3 separate regions of the Oryctolagus cuniculus genome follow, and regions 2 and 3 are each linked to region 1. A link is a contact called in public Hi-C and Micro-C data. All regions are on one chromosome and are shown on one strand. Each heading gives the region's core, a stretch centred on a gene start, on an enhancer-like site or on the middle of the called end of the contact. The rest is flanking DNA. Distances are from core to core; before and after follow the strand shown. Region 1 overlaps ZNF217 (zinc finger protein 217). Region 2 overlaps LOC127487358 (a long non-coding RNA gene). Region 3 has its middle 110 kb from the start of ZNF217.

Region 1 (2,838 bases), core at 87-2,586:
CTGTAATGGGCTGGGAGCTTTTCACCTCCAGCCTGCTGAAACGCTCCCTGGCAGGTGGAAGGAGGGTCAAGGAAGCCATCTTGCAAACAAGGAAACTGGAGCAAAGATGGGCTGAGCAACACGTGGTGAGCCAGAGCACCACAGCACAGCGCCGGGACGGAGAGCAGGGCACCCTACCACGCCCAGCTGTTCCACCCCACCTGCAAATGACCAGCCACTTCCTGCCTCACATGCCCCTGGACAGAGGGCATCACTCGGACAACAAGCTCAGTGGTTAAGTTAAAGCCTGCTTTATGTCATCGAGCCACCGTTAAGTTTTCCTAAATTCCTGAAAACTGAGGATTTGCAGTGTGCTCAGAGCTAGGTTTCCTGTACCCCAAGGAACACAAAACATTATAGGGGCCGGCACTGTAGTGCAGTGGGTTAACACCCTGGCCTGAAGCGCCGGCATCCCATATGGACGCCGGTTGAGTCCTGGCTGCTCCTCTGCCAATCCAGCTCTCTGCTATGGCCTGAGAAAGCAGTGGAGGATGGCCCAAGTCCTTGGGCCCCTGCACCCATGTGGGAGACCCGGAAGAAGCTCCTGGCTTCGGATTGGCACAGCTCCAGCTGTTGCGGCCAATTGGGGAGTGAACCATTGGATGGAAGACCTTTCTCTCTCTCTCTGCCTCTCCTCTCTATGTAACTGACTTTCAAATAAATAAATAAATCTTTAAAAAAAATTATAAATATGAAAGAAAAACTACTGCCCTCACATCAAACATGTCAAACCATGATCAGAAAGAAGACCTGGGCACCAGCTTCCATGCAGGTGCAGAGTTCAAGGTGCTGTGGTCAGGTTCACCAGGGCCCACACACACACACAGTCCCTGGAGGACTTCAGTGAGTGAGGCTGAGAGAGGACAGGGCATCCGTCCCAACTGACAGCCCCTTGTGTGAGCGACCATGTCCCGGAGACCACCCCATGCTCTCATCATGCACCTGCTGACTGTGCCCACAGGTGAGGGCTTTTTGTAACTGCTCTTAAGCAGCAGAATCCTTTCTTCACACCATGTCCTGTGGCTGGAAGCTCAGCCGGCCCCAGGGATCGGCCACGTCAGACTTCACCAAGCAAACGGAATTTCTTCCAAACAGCCTGGTGCGTTCCCATTTCCTGTGTCTAACAGGCAAATCGTCAGAGCTCCTGGTCAGAGGGCACCAGCCTCCAGGACAGAAAGGACGGGCTGCCCCTGCCTAACGCTTCCTGTTCTCGCTCATGCCCAGTAACTCCTGTGGCCTCGGAACCCCCCTGGGATCCACACGTGGGAAGCCAGCCCCAACAGACACAGAGGGAGCCACAGGAGCTCAGGGCAGGGATGGGGTCTCTCGGCCATCACAAAACACCGGGTGGGGTGCCAGAAGCCCTGCGCACCATGCCCTGGCCTCTGCCCTGCGGGTGCCAGCATGTATGGGCACGCACAATACCACACACAGAGCTCTGACCACCAAGAATGTCACTACACATCACCAAACGTCAACAGAGGGCACCATCACCCAACTGTGAAACACCTGTGTCCCCTGAGCAAACAGACCACAGAACTGTCACCAACAGGGAGACAGACACCTCCACAGCCAGGGTCCACCCTGCAGCCCCTGTGTGCCCGGGACCCCGGGGATCAGCTCACCCAGATGGAGACCCTCGGGAAGGCCATCCTCAGAGCCATCCTCGGAGCCGCCTTCGCCTCGGTCTACGGCTCCGCCCTCGTCCAGGCTGCTGGCGAGCTCGGGCGAGCACGTGCCCGGCTGCCTCCCGTCCAGGGCCGAGGTCGGCGAGCCCGCCTCGGCCCTCCTCTCCTTCCTGTGCACCCGCGAGTGCAGGACCAGCTGGTGGTAGGTGCGGAAGGCCTTGCCGCACTCGGAGCAGTGCGTGGGCTTCTCTTTGCTGGCCGACAGCTTGGCGTCCACGTCCCCAGGGGCCCCGTCGCCGCTCGAGTGCCTGGGCTTCTCCTTCTCCTGCGAGAGCCCCGCGCAGCCGCCTTTCGCTCTGGACTTCCCAGAGCCTTCGGACTTGCCGCCGCTCCAGATTTCTCCCAGCTCTTCTTTCTCTGAGCACGAGTCGTCGTTGTCGGTGCTTCCTTCCTGCCCCGACTCCTTCACTTCTTCCTGGGCCACGGCGACCTTGCCCTTGGTGGCCAACTGCCAGGCCTGGTAGGTGGTGAAGGGGTCGAGCTGAGGGATGCACTGCACCTGCTTCTGCACGCGCTCCGGGTGCGCTTTGGGTCTCAAGTCCAAACACTGCAAGAACTCTTCCCTGGGAGATGGCGCGCCCTCGGGCTGGGAGGCTGCCTGTGCACTGCTGGGGCAGGACGTAGTGTCTTTGGTGTGCACTTTGCTATGCTCTATTAGACTCTCTTTGTTTGGAAACAGGAATCCACAGACCATGCAGATCTTGTAAGGCGACGAGATGCTCCCGGCCGCGTGCGCCTGGACCACCTCGTTGATGGTCACCGGGCTCTCCAGGCCCTGCTGCGCCTTGTTCCTGGCCCCCGACTTGCCGTTGTGTGTCCGCATGTGGTTCTTCAGGAACCACGGCTCCTTGAATCGTCTCCCACACAAGCTGCACCCGTAAGTGAAGGAGTCCTTGTGTTTCTTCATGTGGGCCTCGACGTCGAAGGCCACCCGAAACGCCTGCCCGCACACCTCGCAGCTGAACTCCTCGTTCTCCTTGCAGCTCTTGTCCTTCGGGGGCTCGGCGCGCACCTGACTCTTGTCCAGCGGGCTCAGGTACTCTGCTTCCACCCGCAGCACTGCGGGCTCGCAGAGGGTGGGCCGATGCTGCGTCAGGACGTGCTTGTTGAG
Region 2 (2,838 bases), core at 116-2,615, 220 kb after region 1:
TAACCACCTTTTATTGAGAACCCAACAGGTACCACCCATGGTGCTAAATGAACTGTTTCTCCCTCTGTTCATATTGTTTTTCACCCATACAACAATACTGCCCCCACACCTACTTCTCTTCTACAGAGATTCAGGAAGTAGCTTGAGCTTGTATTTGAATTCCAAGATTTTTCAGGAAGGAATCGGGCTGTGTTAAAACAGGTCTGGCTGCAGGGGAGGACACTATGGCCTCGGCCGACAGAGTAGGCATGTTAATATCCCCCTGGCTACAGCATCTTTATCTCTTGTGCCAGAGTAAATGTCACAGAACACCAACCCCGGGGGAGCAGCGTTGGGTGCAGCCCTTCAAATGTTTGCGATGTATTTCCATTCTGTTCTCCTTCGGTTACTTGGTACACAGCTTCTTTTATTAGATGACTAGGATAGGTGTGGTAAATAGTTCACCTAGATCATCAGGTGCCTCTGGTTTGAAAATGCTGGCTCTCAGCGCTGTCAGTGAAACCCAGAGATGAAATCTTACAAGCGAAGGATAAAGGTTCAAGTAGTCTCCACTATGGGAAGGGCTTAATTAGCCGTGATTTTTAAAGCAGTATCTGCAGATGGAACAGATAAGATGTCTCCTGTCTGTCTGGTGCCTGCCGTGTGGGGGCAGCCTTAATTGAATCATGACTGTTAGCTTTCCTTGGCTGTGAATGAGGGCAGTAGCAGTTCTGATTCGGGTTTAGAAATTGTCCACAGGAAGATCAGGATGGCTTTGCTATCTCTGCTTCAGCCTGGAGATTTCTGAGGGAAAGAGCAGCAATCAGCCAGCTGGGTAATGACAAAAACAAAACAAAGCAGCCTTTTCCTAACTTCTAGGGTTTTCTGTTTTGTTAAAACATGCATTTAGGTGAATCTTTGTTCTACAGATACAGAAAAAATACAGGCCAACGGGTTTCTTCCTTTCCAGTTAAGAACAACCTTTAAAAGGCATCCAGGAAGAGTTGGCCCTGCTGTCTGAATTGCTAGTTGGGAGAACAAAAGAAGCAAGGGAAAGTTTGACTTGACTTCCTCTGCAATTTGTTTACATCATCGGAGCAGAAAGAATCTGGGGCCTGGCTCTCCACTTCCTGATGGAGACAGGGGAAAAAGAGAGAGAGAGAGAGCCTGGAGTGGGATTCGTGGGGATGCAAAGCGCTCCAAACGCCAGCGGCTGCAGCCCCAAGGGCAAAGGGAGAGGCCGCCGAGGAGCGCAGAGGCTGTGATGGCCAGGGTCCCCCACGCCGCCCCTGCCCCAGCCCTGGGGCTGCAGAGAGGCCGAGCAATGCCCGCCTGTGGCTAGGGAGTCCTTGGACCGCACGGCGTCTCAGCCCTGGTAATTCAAAGACCACAGTGTTGCCATGCAGTAGCCTTGAGCTGTGAGTGCTTCCTGGGCAATCCAGCGCCATGGGACTGGATCCAACGATCAGGTCCTGTGCACCTCTGCCCGCAGCCTGCGGAGTCAACCAATCCGGTCAGGCAACTTTCTGGGGGGTGGAGGTGTCCAGGTATGTACTTTATCCCTGGCAGCAAACTTCTGGGATTTTAGCCTAAGTTGTTTTCTGTGTCTCTAGGATCTTCTGCGCAGAACGTCTCTATCCCACCCACCCACCCACCCACCCTCACTTTTTCTTTTCTTTTCTTTCTTTCTTTTTTTTTTTTTATAAGAAAAACAACTCCAGGCAGCTGAGCTCATTCGATAATCGCTGTTAGCTTCCTGCCACTTGCATTGGGGCGGGCGGGGCCTGGAGGGGGAGGAGAGGAGGACCAAGGATTTAAATGGAAACCATCAGACTGCTGTCTTCTTCAGAAATCTCCCTTATGCGGTTTTCTGGACATTCTTCAGCCGAGCTCGGCCCTTGCTGGCCCAGGCCGGAGAAAACCACAGCCCTGCACGGACGCGTTCGGCTCAGCCCCTTCCAGGGGCAGGAACGCCGAGGAGATGGCAAACCGTGCAGATGGGTGGGAAAGACACAGGTGGAGACTCGGGCCAGAGCCGGTGCGGGGTGTGGGGGGGGTGGGGGGGCCCTTCCTCGGGAGCCTGGGTCACTCTTCCTAAAGTACATTTTTTTGGTGAATTACTGTGGCACTCAGAGGACAAAATGCCGTGCAGTAAAGGCCAGAGGCTGCTGGAGGGATGCACCCCTAACACGCGGGGGACTTGGAACTTCCCGGCTTCTGTGCATAGCTGCACCTCCAGTCTGCAGGGCAGGTTTCAATGCATCCTCTTGTCTAATCCCTGCTTCCTGCCAGGCTGCCCTGGGTCTTCCTTTGAAGGCTCAAACACTCAGCATTCAATTAGCCCTTTGAATCCCCCTCCGATGCCCGCCGGGCTAAATACGGTCGAAAGTGTTGTTTTAAGTGGAGCTGATCTGGGGGAGAGGTAACGTAATCTTCTGAGTGTGCAGAAGCCGAGAAGCAAGGTGGCAGTCATTCCTGCGAGCGCTAGGCACGGCCCGAGTGCCTCTGCTCACTTCTATTTTATGGGCATAGGAACATTGCAGAGTACAAAGGGCTAGTGCATACAAAGGGCGCTTGGCGATTCTTTTTGCTTGTTCCCCTGTACTTCTGTAGCATGTTTACAAGGTTAATAAGCACGCTTTTCTTCACGGTGTGCCGTAAATGCTCCAACTACTGCTTGCACTTTGATTTGAGCATCATTCAAACGGCCTGAATGGAGCAGAGGTAGCCTTTGTCTCTCATTGATTCGGAAACAAAAGCCGCAGGGAAGAAAGTTTACTTTGCCATTCAGCAGCAGATGGACGCGTAGGTGATCAATTCAACCAAGGATCTGACGCCTTTTCATCTTCGGAGAGAACT
Region 3 (2,838 bases), core at 112-2,611, 140 kb after region 1:
CCTGAAATCTTTGCAATCCCCAAAGCCACGCTTTGAAAAAGCAAACTACGGCAGCCTCTGATCTGCTCTGACTGGGCTCATTTGGTTGCAAAATGCCACCAGAGTTCTGGCAAGGCCACGGCCAGCCTGTGGAGGCTGCCTGTGCCACCTTGTCCACTCGTCCACATGCCAGCTGGGTGCGACCTCAGACCCTGCAGGAGGGACTGTGTGATCTGAAGCACGGGCACTTCATCATAGTCCGAAAATCTGAAAATTCGGAATTCCAAATTCCCTGGCTGTCAGGGTTTGGATAAGAGATTTGGAGGTGCATTGCCCTCATTTTAAAGCTGGGGAGTATTGAGACTAAATAGGGATGCCAGTGAGAGGGGGCGGAGCCTGACTCTGCATCCCAGAACCTGAGTGGAGTCTGTAACTAGCAGGTCGCCTTGGCAAACTGACCGGAGCTTGTTGGCTGGCTGGCTGGAGGGGAGCATGGAGCCTCCTGGGCCTTGCTCTCACTCCTGGGCCCCTTTGCCTGCTGCTAGAGCGAGCCTGGTTCTTCCTCTGCCCCCAGCCCATCACCCCAGAGTGAGGGCTGCAGCTGGAGAGATGATGCAAAATATGCAGGGACCCCGCCCCAGGGGCTGCATTCTGTGGGATTTTCTGCAGGCCTGGCTCCCGTCTCTGTGAACCGGGTGAGAACACTCACCAGTACCAGGCCAGGGAAAGAGAACGGACGCTGCGCCAGCCCCAGGGTGTCCCAGCACAGGTCCTCGTGACACAGGACGGCCTTCTCTCTGACTTCAGGAGCTGCTGTGGTCCCCAAACTCCACGCCACACCTGGCAGGGAACGTGTCAGTGTCCGTCGGCCACTTAGGCTGGGATCCAGCCAGAGGGGGAGTGCGGCTGCTCTCGCGAGCGGAACGGCTCCCCTTGGAAGAGCTGAGGCTGCGTCTAGAAGGCAGTGGAAAATCAGTGCGGTTTCCAGCGAGCCAGAATCTTCAAAGGCTGAGAGGAGCGAGGGAGGCTACTGGTCCTGCCCATCCAGTGGTAGGTATTATCAATTACAGCACAGGTGTGGAAGGGCGCACGCTGTACAGTTTCCTTAGGTTTAAAAAGGTGTGTGTGTGTGTGTGGGTGTGTGAACAGATAGAAAAGGTACCAGCAGAATGCACTCTTACCCTTAGCACAGGAAGTCAATGAGAGACGGGGCGGGGGTGGCAGCGGGGGCGGCGTGTGTGTCAGAGAGGCCGGGGAGTTTCTATTTTCGGCCATGTATGCTTCGGTATTTTTCCTTCACTTGTATAATCTGCAATGAAAATGAGTGCAGTTAAACCGGCACCGACAAACGCCCAGAGATGCAGCTCCGGGAGAAACAGAAAGCCCTTCAACTTCTAAGCACCAAGAAATTCCAGAACACAAAAGAACTTCCTGGTTTGGGGCATTCCTTGTTTAATCATGTCTGGAAGCTGATTTGAATTCTAACCCGCCTGAACTAGGTAGACACCCTGAAACAGTGATTGAAACTTCCCTGTTGAACAAAGGGAAACGTTTCATTCTCTCTCTCTCTCTCTCTCTCTCTCTCTCTCTCTCACACACACACACACACACACACACACACTTTGCTTAAAGCTATAAACTCCTTCATGCTTACTGCTGCGGTTTTGTATTTGTTGTTTTTAAAGGGATAGGAGACATCCAATATGACTGTTAGCCTTGATAATCAGTTCTTTGAAATACACACCCTACTGGATAAAAACATCCAACCGTCCTCTTAAGGAAAAAACCCCACATTTCAGAACCAGCCTTTCAGAGCCCAAGAGCTGGGCAGTGGGTCCTAGACTGTGTGCAAGGTGTTTGGCTTTTGGTTAATCTCATGTCAGAGAACTGGTTTTCTTCTTGTTTGGGGATTATCTTTTTTTTTTTTTTTAATTATTTATTTGAAAGGCAGAATGAGAGAAAGAGTGAGAGAGTGTGTTCGTTTCCCAAATGCCTACAGCAGCTGGGCCAAGCTGAAGCGTGGAGCCACACCTGGAGCCAGGAACTCCACCTGGGTCTCCCACACGGGTGCAGGGGCCCAAGCACTTGAGCCATTGCTGCTGGCGCTCAGGGTGCTCACTGGCAGGAAGCCGGAGTCAGGAGCCGGAGCCAAGCATTGAACCCAGATGCTCCAAAATGGGATTCGGACATGCCGGTTGGCAGCTTAACCTCTGGGCCACGGTCCTGCCCCTGGATGACCCTTTAATCGAAGTTTCACCAGATTGTCCACGACTTTTGTGTAATTCACTTCTTATACACGGGCGGGGTTCGGGGGAGAGTCGGCAGTGACAGAGGAGCCGCGGCCGGTGGTGATAGTGGCCTGGGGACCAGGTTCCGGCTCCTGTTCCTTGGCACCAACACAGGAATTCAAGAAAACGGTGGCTGCAGGAAGGCCTCCCAGCTATGGATCTGAAGCTGGAGAGAACCTGATTACTGGAGCCCGAATCGCAGGGGCAGAGGGAAGACAAGACCTCTGTGAGCAGATCTTGACGCAGGTCGATTTACCCGGACGGCAGGCTCCTCTGGTCGGCAGGTTTGCCAGGATCCCTGGGGCTTTCTGACCGCACAGGTTAGAAAAAGCCTGTTCGCGTTCACCTTTTAGAACGTGTTTACAGTAAAGGAGAATCATACACAATTTTTTTTTTTGTTTCCATTGATCAAGTGAGATAAAGTCCTTTGAAAGCGTGATCTGATTGTGAGGTTGTGTTGCTGTCTTTCTCACAGCGTTACTGTCACAATATTTCTTATGTGGTCTAACCAGGGAGGAGGGCGGAGCAGGTGACCTCGCGCCGTGACAGATGAGACCAAGAGGCGTGGCCG

The links. A called contact is a pair of places that touch in the nucleus more often than the background predicts.
Region 2: a contact with region 1 is called in a Hi-C map of an unstated tissue, with 6 times the contacts expected there. The contact joins two enhancer-like sites. A contact is called at or near these places in 2 of 6 Hi-C or Micro-C datasets (skin fibroblasts and an unstated tissue).
Region 3: a Micro-C map of ear pinna shows a contact between it and region 1, with 2.6 times the contacts expected there. The contact joins two enhancer-like sites. A contact is called at or near these places in 2 of 6 Hi-C or Micro-C datasets (ear pinna and an unstated tissue).

What each region holds. Positions count from the first base shown.
Region 1 is chr11:7,821,784-7,824,621 of mOryCun1.1, reverse strand. It overlaps ZNF217 (zinc finger protein 217), which reads right to left. Exons shown (of 7, transcript XM_008274158.4): 3 at 1,665-2,838. Among named protein-coding and RNA genes, the nearest start is that of ZNF217, 28 kb to the right of the region's middle. Within about 2 kb of position 1,336, at least 1 of the 8 cell types and tissues checked has an H3K27ac peak or open chromatin away from gene starts, as enhancers often do. A contact at or near this core is called in ear pinna, where this site is marked.
Region 2 is chr11:7,605,103-7,607,940 of mOryCun1.1, reverse strand. It overlaps LOC127487358 (a long non-coding RNA gene), which reads right to left. Exons shown (of 2, transcript XR_007914154.2): 2 at 1,706-2,838. All of the region lies in intron 3 of LOC127487355 (a long non-coding RNA gene), which reads left to right. Among named protein-coding and RNA genes, the nearest start is that of BCAS1, 190 kb to the right of the region's middle. Within about 2 kb of position 1,365, at least 2 of the 8 cell types and tissues checked have an H3K27ac peak or open chromatin away from gene starts, as enhancers often do.
Region 3 is chr11:7,686,249-7,689,086 of mOryCun1.1, reverse strand. No RefSeq gene overlaps it. Among named protein-coding and RNA genes, the nearest start is that of ZNF217, 110 kb to the left of the region's middle. Within about 2 kb of position 1,361, at least 1 of the 8 cell types and tissues checked has an H3K27ac peak or open chromatin away from gene starts, as enhancers often do. A contact at or near this core is called in ear pinna, where this site is marked.